Regions from separate parts of the Mus musculus genome. Here all the other regions are linked to region 3. The links are chromatin contacts, called in public HiChIP or PLAC-seq maps. All regions are on one chromosome and are shown on one strand. Each heading gives the region's core, a stretch centred on a gene start, on an enhancer-like site or on the middle of the called end of the contact. The rest is flanking DNA. Distances are from core to core; before and after follow the strand shown. Region 1 has its middle 16 kb from the start of Bdkrb2. Region 2 holds the start of Bdkrb2 (bradykinin receptor, beta 2). Region 3 holds the start of Glrx5 (glutaredoxin 5).

What was found. HiChIP or PLAC-seq counts read pairs in DNA pulled down with a chosen protein or histone mark.
Region 1: an H3K4me3 HiChIP or PLAC-seq map of embryonic stem cells shows a contact between it and region 3, with 21 read pairs. The contact joins the enhancer-like site here to the promoter of Glrx5 in region 3. A contact is called at or near these places in 2 of 39 promoter capture datasets (hippocampal neurons and neural stem cells), 1 of 484 Hi-C or Micro-C datasets (adipose-derived mesenchymal stem cells), 4 of 115 datasets of contacts at active chromatin or transcription factors (embryonic hindbrain, embryonic stem cells and stem cell-derived neural progenitor cells) and 1 of 9 other capture datasets (embryonic stem cells).
Region 2: an H3K27ac HiChIP or PLAC-seq map of trophoblast stem cells shows a contact between it and region 3, with 3 times the contacts expected there. The contact joins the promoter of Bdkrb2 here to the promoter of Glrx5 in region 3. A contact is called at or near these places in 4 of 39 promoter capture datasets (the 3T3-L1 cell line, embryonic stem cells, hippocampal neurons and 1 more), 1 of 484 Hi-C or Micro-C datasets (adipose-derived mesenchymal stem cells), 9 of 115 datasets of contacts at active chromatin or transcription factors (embryonic hindbrain, embryonic stem cells, extraembryonic endoderm stem cells and 3 more) and 1 of 9 other capture datasets (embryonic stem cells).

What each region holds. Positions count from the first base shown.
Region 1 is chr12:105,544,944-105,549,110 of GRCm38.p6, forward strand. No RefSeq gene overlaps it. Among named protein-coding and RNA genes, the nearest start is that of Bdkrb2, 16 kb to the right of the region's middle. Within about 2 kb of position 1,453, at least 42 of the 459 cell types and tissues checked have an H3K27ac peak or open chromatin away from gene starts, as enhancers often do. A contact at or near this core is called in embryonic stem cells, where this site is marked.
Region 2 is chr12:105,561,434-105,565,567 of GRCm38.p6, forward strand. Bdkrb2 (bradykinin receptor, beta 2) reads left to right here and starts at 1,739. Exons shown (of 3, transcript NM_009747.2): 1 at 1,739-1,815.
Region 3 is chr12:105,030,832-105,035,277 of GRCm38.p6, forward strand. It overlaps Glrx5 (glutaredoxin 5), which reads left to right and starts at 1,787. Exons shown (of 2, transcript NM_028419.3): 1 at 1,787-2,151. The coding sequence starts at 1,869. It overlaps Snhg10 (small nucleolar RNA host gene 10), which reads right to left and starts at 1,448. Exons shown (of 2, transcript NR_003145.3): 1 at 1,129-1,448. It overlaps Gm46374 (a long non-coding RNA gene), which reads right to left. Exons shown (of 3, transcript XR_003950254.1): 1 at 4,155-4,446; 2 at 3,028-3,270; 3 at 2,147-2,861. Mir3069 (microRNA 3069) reads right to left here and starts at 310; the gene lies at 246-310. It also overlaps Scarna13.

The DNA.
Region 1 (4,167 bases), core at 203-2,702, 510 kb after region 3:
GTACCAACACATTCTTCCCACCATAGCCATGAGGTCCCAGAAACGCAGTTCTGATCATGTGACACATTCCACTGATAACATTCTGATGTTAAGTGTCCTGGTCAACTTGACTAGGCGTTGGCGCCCAGCTATGTGGTCTGCTATTACCCGAGATGTGTCTGTGAGGTTAGCCTGAATGTGAGTAGCTTTGGAATCAGCAGGCTCTGAATAGAGCACATTGCCCTCTGTAATGTGGGTGGAACTTGTCCCATCAGCTGACGGCCCCAATAGAACAAAACACCAGGGTCCCTGGGCAAGACAGAATGCTGTCGCAGGAAGCTTTTGAACCAGGTCTTCAGCCTGGTGACCCATCTACAGATTTCAGACTTGTTGGCCTTTACAGTCATGAGCCAATTCCTTTCAATAAGCCTCCATATGTATATGTATGTATATGTATGTATATGTATGTGTATATGTATGTGTATGTGTATGTGTATGTGTATGTGTATGTGTATGTATATGTATATGTACATACACATGCACACACACATACAATTGGTTCTGTTTCTATAGAGAGCCCTGACTCTCTCTCTCTCCCTCTCTCTCTCTCTCTCTCTCTTTCACACACACACACACACATGCATGCATGTGTGCACACAGACAACCCTGTACACACACACACACACACACCACCCTCTGGGTCTGTCAGAGCTCTCAGACCCCTAGGACAAAGTCCAAGTCCCTTTCCATCGCTTTTTGACACTTTTCCCTCACTTGAGCACCCAGATTTGGTTGTAACACCCCTTGGACCCCACACATCTCGCTTTAAACTTCTGGCTCTCATAGACAAGCTGCTATTTTCATCCACCCATGAGCTGCTCAGGAGTCGGGTCACAGGGGCCTTGCACAGCTGCTTCATCTGGAAATCTATCCCCACTGCTCCTCAAATAAACCTGGCTCTAACGACAGCAACTGAGTGTCACTTCCTTTCACGATCTCACGCCACACTTATCCCAGAAGTGGCTCAACAGTCTTTTGTAATCACGCACATTTGAAGCCTGTCCCTCCCAAAACTGTACATCTCCTGTAAAAGAGCCAGGAAAGCCAGCTTCACTGGAGCCCCTGCCTGTGCCTGGGGCACACAGCAGGTTGAGCTCCATCTTAAAAGACTGAGCAGATGGTGTCTTTTGTCATTCCCGTGGGTGCCTCTAATTGAGTCCAGAGGGAGCGCTCTGCCTTCTTGGACCACACACTTTGATTGCATGGCTAACACTGAGATCAATTCCTCCACATTGCTCAACTTGAGTGATGACTTACAGAAAGCACGCTGTCGACACCGGCAACCCCACCCGTGACCTTTCACCCTCATAGGCGCTGCCGCCCCTCCCAGATTTCGCTTTCTCCCACCCACCTCATTCCCAACGCTTCCGGGTCTCATCCCAGCCTCCCTGTTTGCTTTCTATTGGCAGAGGTGAGTAAACTCACTGATAATAATTGCCTGTGTAACCTCTGTGGCCCGGGGTTGCTACCCTGGGAAGTTGGTGACTGGGCAAAGGATGTCAGGAATCCTGTGGCTGTGTGATGTCCACACTCACTTTCTTCTTCTGCATCTTGGCCTTGAAAAACCAACGAGGATCTAGGAAGAAAAGAAGAGAAAGGCAAAGAAACACAGAGAGTAGGAGGGAAGGGAGAAAAGAGAGAGAGAGAGAGAGAGAATCAAAGTCTTTGCATTCATCTGCTTCCTGGGGTCTGAGTTCTGTTTCATCACCGGGATGAAATTCATCTGGTCTGATGATACCAGTGTTTTTCCAGCTCCTAGCCACGTGGGAATCGTCATGCCTGAGTCAGAGACAGACTGAGTCCCCTCACCCTGGCCTCTCTTCCAACGGAGAAACCATGCTCAGGACATGGACCTGCTAAGGTCTAGTGACCCCTGTCCTCCTCCCCAAGAGTTGCCCCCTCGGCAAAGGCCTTCTGTCTCTCTGGGACCATGAGTAGGAGTGCCCTGATCCATTCGGTTTCTAAGATCACGTTTGCCAGAGGTCAAAACGGGCATCTTGAGCCTTCCAAGGGAAGTTCGACCCACAGGTTAGCAGATCGGTCACTGATGCTCCACACAGGTGAGGGGAACCACCCATCCGTTTTGGAAAGTGGGCTGGAAAATTCGGACTTGAGTCTCAGAAGAGCCAACAGCCGCAGCAGAAGCCAACACTGAAAAGCTCCCGAGGAGAAGAAAGCCACAGAGGCCACCAGGAAATAAATGCATGGGGTGGTGACAAGAACCTGAAAGGGACTTGGCCCAGGTATTTGGCCTCACCTGCTTGAAGCAGCCAACACCGACATGACCGGGCTCTGTTCTGCTCAGGCTCTGAGCTGTGCTGTGGTGTCCCTCACTTCCTGTCTGAGCATCCCAGCAGCTGCAGCTCATGATCCCTAGGGGCACTCACAGGGTGCAGCAAAGAATCACTGGGGACAGAGGCTCTATGGAAATCCTAGTGCAGAAACCATCCTCCTGTAAGTCCCTTGGCCCACATTTCTCAGATGGTTTAACTCCCTCCCTGCTAGGTCCTGTTGCTAGGCAGCTCCTAGCATCCCTGGCCATCTCAGATTCAGAAGATGTTTTTACACAGCTTTCTCCTTCCTGGCGTCTCTCCGTGCCCCTCCATTTCCCACAGGGTCACCCCTAAGTTGATGTCCTGCACACAAACCCTCCCTCTCTGTCTGCTTTGGAAGGAGCGCAGCCTAGTGCATGCTCTCTCATGCTGGTGATTCAGTCAGTGTCCCTCCTGCAAAAGTGCGTCCAGCTGCAGTTGGTGGCCATGTGTTGCCACTGGCTACCTCAGAGGGGTGGCCTGAGTACCTCTCACAGGAGACAGGCAGACACAGAAGAATGTGTTTGTGAGTTTCTGTCTCAGAATCATGTGTTCTGGGATCTGACCCACTTTGTGATGGTTGACCTGGATGGTCGCCTTGATTAGAGATGTTCAGGGTGTTGTCAACTCACACCTTGAGGTGGATCTGAGCACAGATGGTGTTTCCAGAGACAATGAGCTCATTAGGGCTCCGAGTTACTCAATGATCCAACCCATCAATGGGTACAAAAATCTGTTGTTCTGTCACAAGGGGACTGGAACTATGGGAGACAGGGACTGTTGGAGGAAGTGTCACTGGGAGTGTGTCCTAGAAGGCTATACCATGCCTTGGCCCACTTTGTTTCCTGTCTAGGACGATGAGCTAATCTGCTTGGCCCTGCCCTTCCCAGCATGATGAAACCATGAACTAAAATAAGTCCATTCCTCCCCTCAGCTGTTTTACTGGGGTATTGTAGGAGCAAAATACCCCATGGGGCTGGATACGTGGCAAAATGGTCAAGAATACTTGCTGTTCTCCCAGAGGGCCCAGGGTTAGGGAACATCTAACCCATACCTCTGCCACCCTAACTCAGACAACTGAGCTGCTCCTGGCTCTTGGCCATCTATGTACATACTGATGACAACCTCATTCCAAGAACTCCGTGTAGCCCAGAAGGTCTGGATACCATCCAAGAAGCTGCCCCTAACCCCAAGCTGCAGACTCAGCAACCTCAGTCTCACTTTCTGTCCCCATGTACTGTCCCTGTAGGACCCAAGGAGGATGGCCTCTACTGCTTCGCACATTTGTGACTTGAGGTGACTTTCTGCCCCCCCCCCCTGAACCTCAGTTTCTCCACAATATAAAGTGGAGAATATAAATATATAGCGTCTATTTTACAGAGATGTTCTGAGGGCTCAATGACAGTTATAGGAAGCTTTATGCTAAATTCTACATAATAGGTTCTGCTGAACGGCAGCTTAGAATCCTGTGCTGTGGGGAAATGGGCTGGCTGGCTGGTTTGCCCTAGCATGCACCAGTTTGGGGGCATTGCTTCTAATCCGTGGGAAGCCTTCTCTAGAGCAGGTGTCCAAGCCCTCGGGATCTGCACAAGCCTCCCACCCTCTAACCATGGAGAATGAAAGGCCTTGAGCTGGTCTGATGTTGCCCTGGAGAATAAATGAATTAAATGAGCAATATTATGGAGAGCTGCGGTGAGACCGCAGGGTGACCTTGCGGTTAGAGACCAGGGAAAGAGCAGGGTCAGCCGCTGGGAAGAGCTGCCCTTTGCATGGCCTAGCTGGCTCCATCCCTGGCCTCTGCAGCACTGACTCAGGG
Region 2 (4,134 bases), core at 489-2,988, 530 kb after region 3:
GGTGTAAGAGAGAAAGGAGAGGGTGACAGTGGAGAAAGGAGAGAGGAGAGAGAAGTGGGGAGGAAGGAGGGAGAGGAGGAGGAAGAGAGGAAGGAGGCAGGGAGTGGCATAAAGACATAGGTGGCTAGCTGGAGGAACAGTTCATTATTAGTGTCAATAAACAGGGGTGTGGGTGTCTATAAGTTTTCTAGATTCGTCTGACAGCTGGACACAACAACATAACTCCAGGTGACTTACAAGAGAAGACTTCTTCCAGTGCCACACTAGCGTTCACGACAGCAAGTCAGACCAGTAGGGGCAGCTTCTGTCGGGGTGACAGATGGGGCTAGCTAACCTGGGAATTATCAACTCTGATGTTCTCGTGGTATAGGACTCTTCCGAGCTGCTGAGGATCTGGCTTCGAGGTGAAAAGGTCAAGTGCTTCCCATCAGAAAACCCAGCAAGAAAAGAGTTTGGAACGTGAACGGAGTCTGTCACTCCAGACCAACCAGCACTCTACAGAATGAGGGCAAGATAGTGGGGCTTTGGGGGAGGGGGGGCATTGTTCTTGGTTTTGAGTCTGCTTCCCAATATGGAGAGCTAAGCAGACCTCTGACTCTAGACCCTGCAGCCTTGGTTTCTGTGAATCACCACTCAGCTTCTGTCTGCTCTGCAAAGCTCATGAAGGACCCTTCCCTTGTGACCCTTCAGGGCTGTGGTGGTTTCCCCTGCACGAGTGGGTAGGCACACAGCATCATCTTAGCCAGATCACAGGCTCACTCACCCAAGTGGACCAGAGGTCCCATGCCTCGGAAGCTCCCTGTGGTCAGACAGGCCAGAGGTGCAGATGGGGCAATGGGACACTCAGGTCACAAGAGCTTTGACTCATTTCAGTCAGTCTGAAGCCAAGACAGGGTTGGATTCACGACCTCTGCCGCTGCCCCATCCCTATTTGGTCAGGGACAGGGGGACAGCTGCTGGAGCTCTGTCTGTGTGCATTCCTGGAACCCTAGGCTCTCTCTGGACTGGTCTCTGATCTTCCCTGCATCCTCCTCTCATCTGGAGAGGAAAGCGCAATGGGTCTTTAGCAGATCTTCAAAGAAAATGAAAAAAGACAGAGCTTAGAAGGAGAGGAAGAAACTGCTTCTAAATTCCCCAGAGGAAGTCCCGTATCTGGCAGGGGCCAGCACACAGCTCACTCAAGGACTTGGCCAGCAGTGTGTCCCTTGTCTGAGTTGTATCCTAGTTTCTGCCTCAGCACCCCTGGGAGTTGTGCACGGCCAAAGCAAAATAAAAAACACGTTCAGAAACCCTCCATCCCAACTGGCTGCCTTCTATTTACATCCTCTGTAAATGCCCACTGTTTGCACCTAAAACTCAGGAGCAAAACAATCACTTCAGGAGACCCTGTCACGGTAAACAGTGTTGTGTTAAACACAGGCATTCACGTGGTCTCCGTGGCTGTTCGAGCTGCAGGGGAAACATTTACCAGCCTAGGCTCCGGGACCCGACCATGGTCTGCACCCACGGGGGACAACCTGTGGCCATCCTGATTTGGCCTCCGCAGCTAGGAGGTCCAAAAGCACCACCGCTAAGAACTGCTGCTGATCCCGGAGGGAGCCTGGAGCTGATCTGGACTAGAGGTGGAGGGGGGAGGTGCCCAGGAGAGTGATGACATCACCGGCCAGCCCTTGAAAGATGAGCTGTTCCCCGTGCCACTCCAGCTTCGCTCCTCAGGGGAGTGGATAGTAGGGCTGTTGGGAAGGCGTGTCAGGCAGCCGCTGAACCTGGACCGAGGGACTCCCTACAACACAGAACCGGCTCGCTTGAGAAAAGGTGAGTTTCCGGCATGGGCTCGTTAATGGAGAGCGCAACTATCCCAGCTGAAATTGAGTCTCGGGGAACTGGAGGAAGATTCCTTCCTCCCCTAGGTCTGAGAAATGAAGCGAGGAAGGATTACAGATGCTTACAGGCAGGGGGTTTGCCTTGCCTGTTCCAGCTCATCTTTTCCCTGTGAGCGACCAGTGGTTTGAGTTTTATAGGTTTCATGTAGACACCATGGGCTAAAGGAGTGAGCGCCAGGCAGCAGGACAGGTGTCCAGAGTCCGGCTTTTTATTCACTGAGCCACTGATGGTATTTTGTGACCCCCGGAGAGTCGCTGTCACGTCTCTAGGCCTTGTTTTCTCTGTCTGCAAAGTGTTTGGCGGAGATTAATACAGAAAGGAGACTTTGTCTGTTGCGCCTCATCTGGGCCAGTGGTGGCAGCTTTAATCCACAAATACTTAGTGTCCCCTGCCCTGTTCTTCCATCAAGGTAGTGCTTATGGGTGAGCTTGGTGTGTTGTCTTGGGTTCAAATCGCAGCTCCGCTTTTACCCCATGGGTAACATAGTTGGCGAAGATTTTATATCTCGGGACCAGGGCCACAAAGAAGACTCGGCGGCTCCTTTTAATGCAGACAGAAATGCGATCTCCCCACGGCGGCGCGGCGCGCCACGTGTGCAATTTGCGTTACCCAGGTTGCTGGTTGGTAGCTCCGTGGCCTCTGTGTTGGGTGCAGCAGTGATGCTCGCGGGTTAGGCAGGTTAGAATGCGCCTTCCTGAGTCACAGGCTGCCTGTGGCTCTCTCCAGCCCTCCACAGGAAGCAGGAGCTCTGCCGAGTGTGGGTGTGGTGCCATGCCAGACACAACTCCTGGCCCTTCTGTGTCAGAGAAGGGCTTGTAGAGAATCTGGTCCCCCGCTGTGCCCTAACAGCAGTGTGGGTGTTGGGAACACCCCCACAGTTGTGAGACTCGGGAGCGGAGTTTGCTGTTTTCCTCCGCTTGGATCGGGGCAGGGGCAGGCAGGAAAGGGGGGCTGGAGAAAATATTAAAAGTGGAAAAACTCCTGTGCTTGCCTGGCAGTGGACCCTAGGAGTCCATGACAGCTCTATCCTGAACTTGCGCACTGCCGCTTGATGTGTTAGGGGGGAAAGAAAAATCCCCTGTAATCACACCCTGCAAGGCCCCCAGCACAGATGGGGAAACTGAGTCTGGAGAAGGTCACAACTTCACCAAGTCCTTCTTACATTGCCAAGGGACTCCCATAACTTCATGGGAGGCGGGCTGTGTCACCTTTAAAAAAATGAAAAGATGGATTGACTGAGCCTGTGTAAGGATGCTGCTCCAAGCAAACGGGATCAAACCCAGAATAACTGGACCGTCTGACTTCTGCTAACACAGTGACTGGCTGGACAAGAATTTCAGGGTGTCTTAGAGTGACATTAGGGCTACCCTTCTCTGCTGCTCAGGTGTGGCCTGTAAGGGACCACATGGGTCGAGGGAGAGTCATATAGATTGCCAAGGGGGCTCGGCTTCCAGAATGAAGGTGGGACCCGCACCTCTATATCTCAATCATGGGATGGACAGTTGACTGCTTTAGAACTGGGCCCCATAGCCGCTATTTGCTGAATACATGAATAAAGGTTTGCTGAATGGACAGCTGCAGTGCTCACACTGAGAGCACTGAGAACACACGGCCTGATGTCAAGTTAAAGCAGCTGGTTTGGGAAGCTGACATTGTGAGCACCCCGTGACATGCTGGAGAAAGCGCATAAAGTCTATGATGATACACATAGGGTCAGGAGGGATGGGGTGGGTTAGATGAGAACCCTTTGAACTTTCCCCTTTCGTTTTCTGTGAACCTAGAGCTGTTCTCAGGGAAAGCTCGTGGATCAGGTGGGTCTGTGTTTTGCTTTAAGAAGTCAAAGGCCGTGGGTCAAGGCATAAGAACCCACTGACACCAGAGACTCTAGTGATCACTTGCAGCACGTGGTCCTTGGCCCAGGAATCCCCAACCATAAACAATTGCCTTGGTGTGCATGCTGGGGCCAGTGTGCATCTCAGGATCAGGAAGATGGTTGTTGCCCATGGTCTGGTCCATCACAGGAGGGCTCTAAGCCAGCGATCCTCTCCTCATGTGGTGGTAACCAGCTTCCCCAGAGCCACAGCATATGTACTGTTGTTATGAGCTGTATGAGTCAGCTCTCCTTGGCCGGAATGTCCTCGGCCCTTCACCTGCCCTCTGAGAAAGGGGTCACATGGTAAGCTTTCCTGATTTTCTGGGGAGCCTACACCCAAGACACACACCCAGAGCTGCATTCCACAGCAAACTGAA
Region 3 (4,446 bases), core at 537-3,036:
AATAACAAGATTTTAGTTTGGGGCTTGCCATCAGAAAAAAATAAAAAAACCAGGAATCAATACAATGACAAGGAACCCGCCAGGCGGTTGGTTCCCATCTGTCTTCAGAGCGAGTGGCTCCGGTTTCCCTCTGAGCCACAGCTTAGCACATCCCATGGCTCACTCTGTGTGAACTCTGATTTTTTACATTCACTCCCCGGGTGCAAACAGACCACCTCCGGCAACACGCTTAGTCGCTCGAGGTTTTGTGGCAGTACTTAGTGTCCAACAGAAACCGCTCCGTCTGCTAAACAATATCTTGACTGCCAAGCTTCTCTGACTGTTGGTGGATCGACAATGACACGGCACAGCCATTATCACCGTGGCAACAGTACCCAGGCCCTATCAGAGGAAAATTGCACATGGGCCTGCTGCCTCTCGAGCAGGCATGCCTCAGCTTCCTCTGTTGTCTGCTTTCTCTGCAAGTCTGGTGTGCTCTAGGGTACCGCTAACCCAGCGCAGGGCCAAGACTGCAGATTAGATAGTGGGCTGCGGAGGCCTGCTGGCCAGGATCTGGATCTGCGTACTACCGGCGGGAGAACTGACCACACCCGGGGCTCTGTTCTAGGGGGAAGTCCATGTAAAAAAACGACGCGCCTGCCCACTCTTCTGCACCATCCCCAGCAGATGTGCAAGCAAGCACTCTACCCTGGGGCCATCATCATCTACACCGGAATTCACTAAGAGAATACTCTCTTTTATTACTGTCTGTGTGCATGTGACGGGGTGGAACTCTGGACGTCGCTTACACTAGGAAAACGACTTCCTACTGAGCTACATCCTCACCCTCCGTTTTCCCTCTTAAAAAGGGTCCTGCTGTACGGCCCGGGCTGACTCGGGCTTATTTAGAACTCCTGAGTTCAACTGATCCTCCTGCCTCAGCCTCTTAAGAGGCAAGGCAACGTTGCAGACAATGGCCACAGGGCCCGGCAACCCACCAATTCCCTTGTTCTTTCAATCCTTCCCGACCCCAGTAGTCACCGAGACCCCAAAGCCAGCCGTCCCACGGCTAGAGCACTTTACACGTTTCTACGAGAAGAGCATCATTCTAGAGGCCAGGGAGAGGGCTCAGCGTGCCAAGGGACTTACCCTGCAAGCTAGAGTTCCATCCCCGGACCCTTTATAAAAGTCGTCTTCTGAAGATGCATGCACGCAGATCATACATACACAATACTTATAGTTTTATGCTAAAAAAAAAAAAAACCTCATTCTGGAGGAAGAATCCCACGGGAGGCCGCAGGACACGGCTTGGATGTCCATGTGCATGGCGGGTCGGAGGCTGGAGCCCCGGGCAGACCAGGACACGCCAGGTTCGCGGCTGGCCTCAGCCGGTGAGGCATGGAAGGCCACCTCCTCTCTGGTGCACGCCATCGCAGGACTACCGGCCGCGTTACCGTAGCAATCACCGCAAAAGGAACCGGAAGCTGCGTCTGGACGTGACTCCTTCCCGGCGTGCCGCGGGCGGCAGAAGCCCCGCCTCGCGCCTGCCCTATCATCTTGGCGTATCCGGCCAGGCCTCGAACGCCCGCACGAGGAAAGCCGGCTTCCTCTAGTCACGCCTCTTCATGCCCTTCACCGACGGACGTCCGATTTGTCCAATCAACACGCAAAGCGGTCGTCCTCGCTCACTAGCAAGCCTGTAGGACGCGGCTCCCAGGGAAGGCCCACCCTACGGTGTAAGCGATGTGATTGGTGGAATTGAGCCAGTATTGTCCAATCACGAGACTCATCCCAGAGCTTGTCCAATGAGAGCCTCTGGTGGGCCGGCCGGACACCACGGGCTCTGTAAGCCCTGGAGTGGCCGCAGAGGCGGTGGACAGCGAGCGGGCATGAGCGCGTCCCTGAGCCGGGCGGCGGCGGCTCTGCTGCGCTGGGGGCGAAGCGCTGGTGGCGGTGGCCTGCCCGGAGCCGGCGTGCGGGCGGCGAGCTCGGGCGGCCAGGCGGAGCAGCTGGACGCGCTGGTGAAGAAGGACAAGGTGGTGGTGTTCCTCAAGGGGACGCCCGAGCAGCCCCAGTGCGGCTTCAGCAACGCCGTGGTGCAGATTCTGCGGCTGCACGGTGTTCGCGACTATGCGGCCTACAACGTGCTGGACGACCCGGAGCTGAGGCAAGGTCAGGCCCGTGGGATCCGATTGCGAGGGCGCGGTGAACTTGAGCAGATCCCGAGGAGCAAGGGCCTTCCCTGGTTGTGTAGCCACATGGGCGGAGGGTTCGCCTCGGCCCACCTCGGGGCGAGATGTTTCTGACTGCATAGGAGAGGGGGTAGTCGGCATCATGATCCCCTCTGAGCAGGTCGACTGGGGAGTGGCTGGCTGAGAGGGGGACTCACTGCGAATACCCTTGGGGACAATTTGAGGGCTTGGAAGCCAGCAGCGTACTTGCTAGGTGAGGGACTGATGCTACTACGTATGTAGGGAAGAGGTTTCAGGCTTGCCTGTGTGTGCCTAACGAGGTCAGAGGCTGACTAATAATGTTTAAGGCCCCGAGGGTCAGGGACTGTCTTCTTGCTGGAGAGAAGGTTTCACCATAGTCTAGCCGGACTCACGTTGGGAAAGACACGAAGTTTGTTTTTTAGATACTGTAGCATCAAAGAACAGTGTGTGGAGACTAAGACATGGTAGAGGCTCAGCGGAAAGAGGAAGCCACTAAGAAAACTTCTGACCCCCGACCAGATTAGCAAACTGCGGCCAGGTTGGGCCCAAAGGGCAGAGAGCAGAACAGCTTTTTACTGGCCCCAAGGCAAAGCGACTGCGTCCTGACGTCTAGTTGGAATCCTTTATACACAGTACCAGGCAGGCGCCTTTCTCTCCGTCTTGTGCTTGCTGTGAGCGAGGAAGAGAAAGGCCAGGGATTTGGTTCTGATTCTTGGCAAGAATCGGTCAAGGTGGGCCGGGTAATGGGAAAGCTGCCCCCTCCCCGCACCCTGCTCCTCCTTCAGTGGAATCCGGGGAACCCTGTATTCAAGTAGCCCCCCCCCCCCCATCTTACTGATTTAGTGCTCTGGGTTGGTCACTGTGCTGAGAGGAGACTTGTCTGTGTTAGAATGGAGTATGCAACATTTGCAATTACTGATTATAGTTGTTCGTCGTATGGTCATTCTTCTTGATGAGGCTGGGGCCGTGGAGAGCAGGTTTGGCTTGGAATCATCTGTGGTGGGTCTGCAGCACAGCCTACTGTAATACTACTTCATTATACTGCCTTCTCAGTATAATGAAGATTATGACACCGAACCTGGCAGAGTCCACGAGGAAACGAGAGAAAATAAGAATTACAGCCGGGTATAGTAACTCACTTCCATAACCCAGCTCTCTTCAGGCGGAGGCAGGGGGACCACCAGTTCAAAGTCAGGCTGCACTGCATTGTGGGAACCCCCCACCCCCTTCTCTACTGTATATAATAATGTCATCCTCTCTGGCACAGAAGGCACCCACCACGTGGCAGCAACTTTATTATTGAATCTGATGGCTTCCAAAGCACTTTTCCTCCATGTTGTTAAGTGGCTAACCCCACACTTGTTCCCTGTGATAGTGTTGATGGGCGGTAAAGCAGAGAAAGGGAGGCGAGGTAATGAGTGCTAACAGGAATGATGGCAAGCCAGGCATTGTGCTCTGAACCCTGCGTTTTCCTCCTCAGCTAACATTTGGCTGCTTGTGAGGCTCTGGGGTTATCTGGCTCAGGGCATGCAGTAGCTTTGGGTCAGAGGTGGCTCCCTGCAGGGGAAGATAAGGGGCTACTCTTCGGCCTCTGAGCTGGGACCTACCTGCGGTAGCGTGTTGCCCTGCTAGCGGGGCTCTTAGCAGACAGCTGCGTTGAGGATATCTCGTTTAACATGGGGCCTGAGGATCTTTGGCTTAGACTTTCCGCTCCCCTGTGAGTGTAACTGGAGGTTCGATAGAGTGGGTACAACCAGCATGAGTAAGAATAGCAAGACCTGTTCTGTCATCCATCTCTCATCATTAGGTGCTCAAATGACAGAAGAAAACTCTTGATTTTGTTGTTGTCCTTTGCTAGCCAGGTTAAGCCTTTCAAGAGGACTTTGTCTACACCTGTTTGCCAAAGGGCAGGCAGGCAGGCAGCTCATGCTCACTTTGGCAGGCAAGGAGGGGCCCTCTTACCTGTCCCACTGCAGTGTGGCTGCTGTGACAGCGGTCCGTCCTTGTCCTTTTCCCTCATGCCAGAGTTTTCAAAGGGCTCTGGTTCTCACCCAGGATCCAGGACGAGCGATGCTGAGAAGCCTTCCGGTCCTCACTTTTATCACCTGGAGGTACACACAGGCCACAGCCACCGGGCTCTTGAGGAACCCAGGGCACAGTGCTGCTTCGTGGTTCCCTGGGCAATGGATCCTGTGGCTGCTGACATTGTGAGATCCTACCTGTCTGCACATAGCATCTCCCGCTCGGAGGCCAG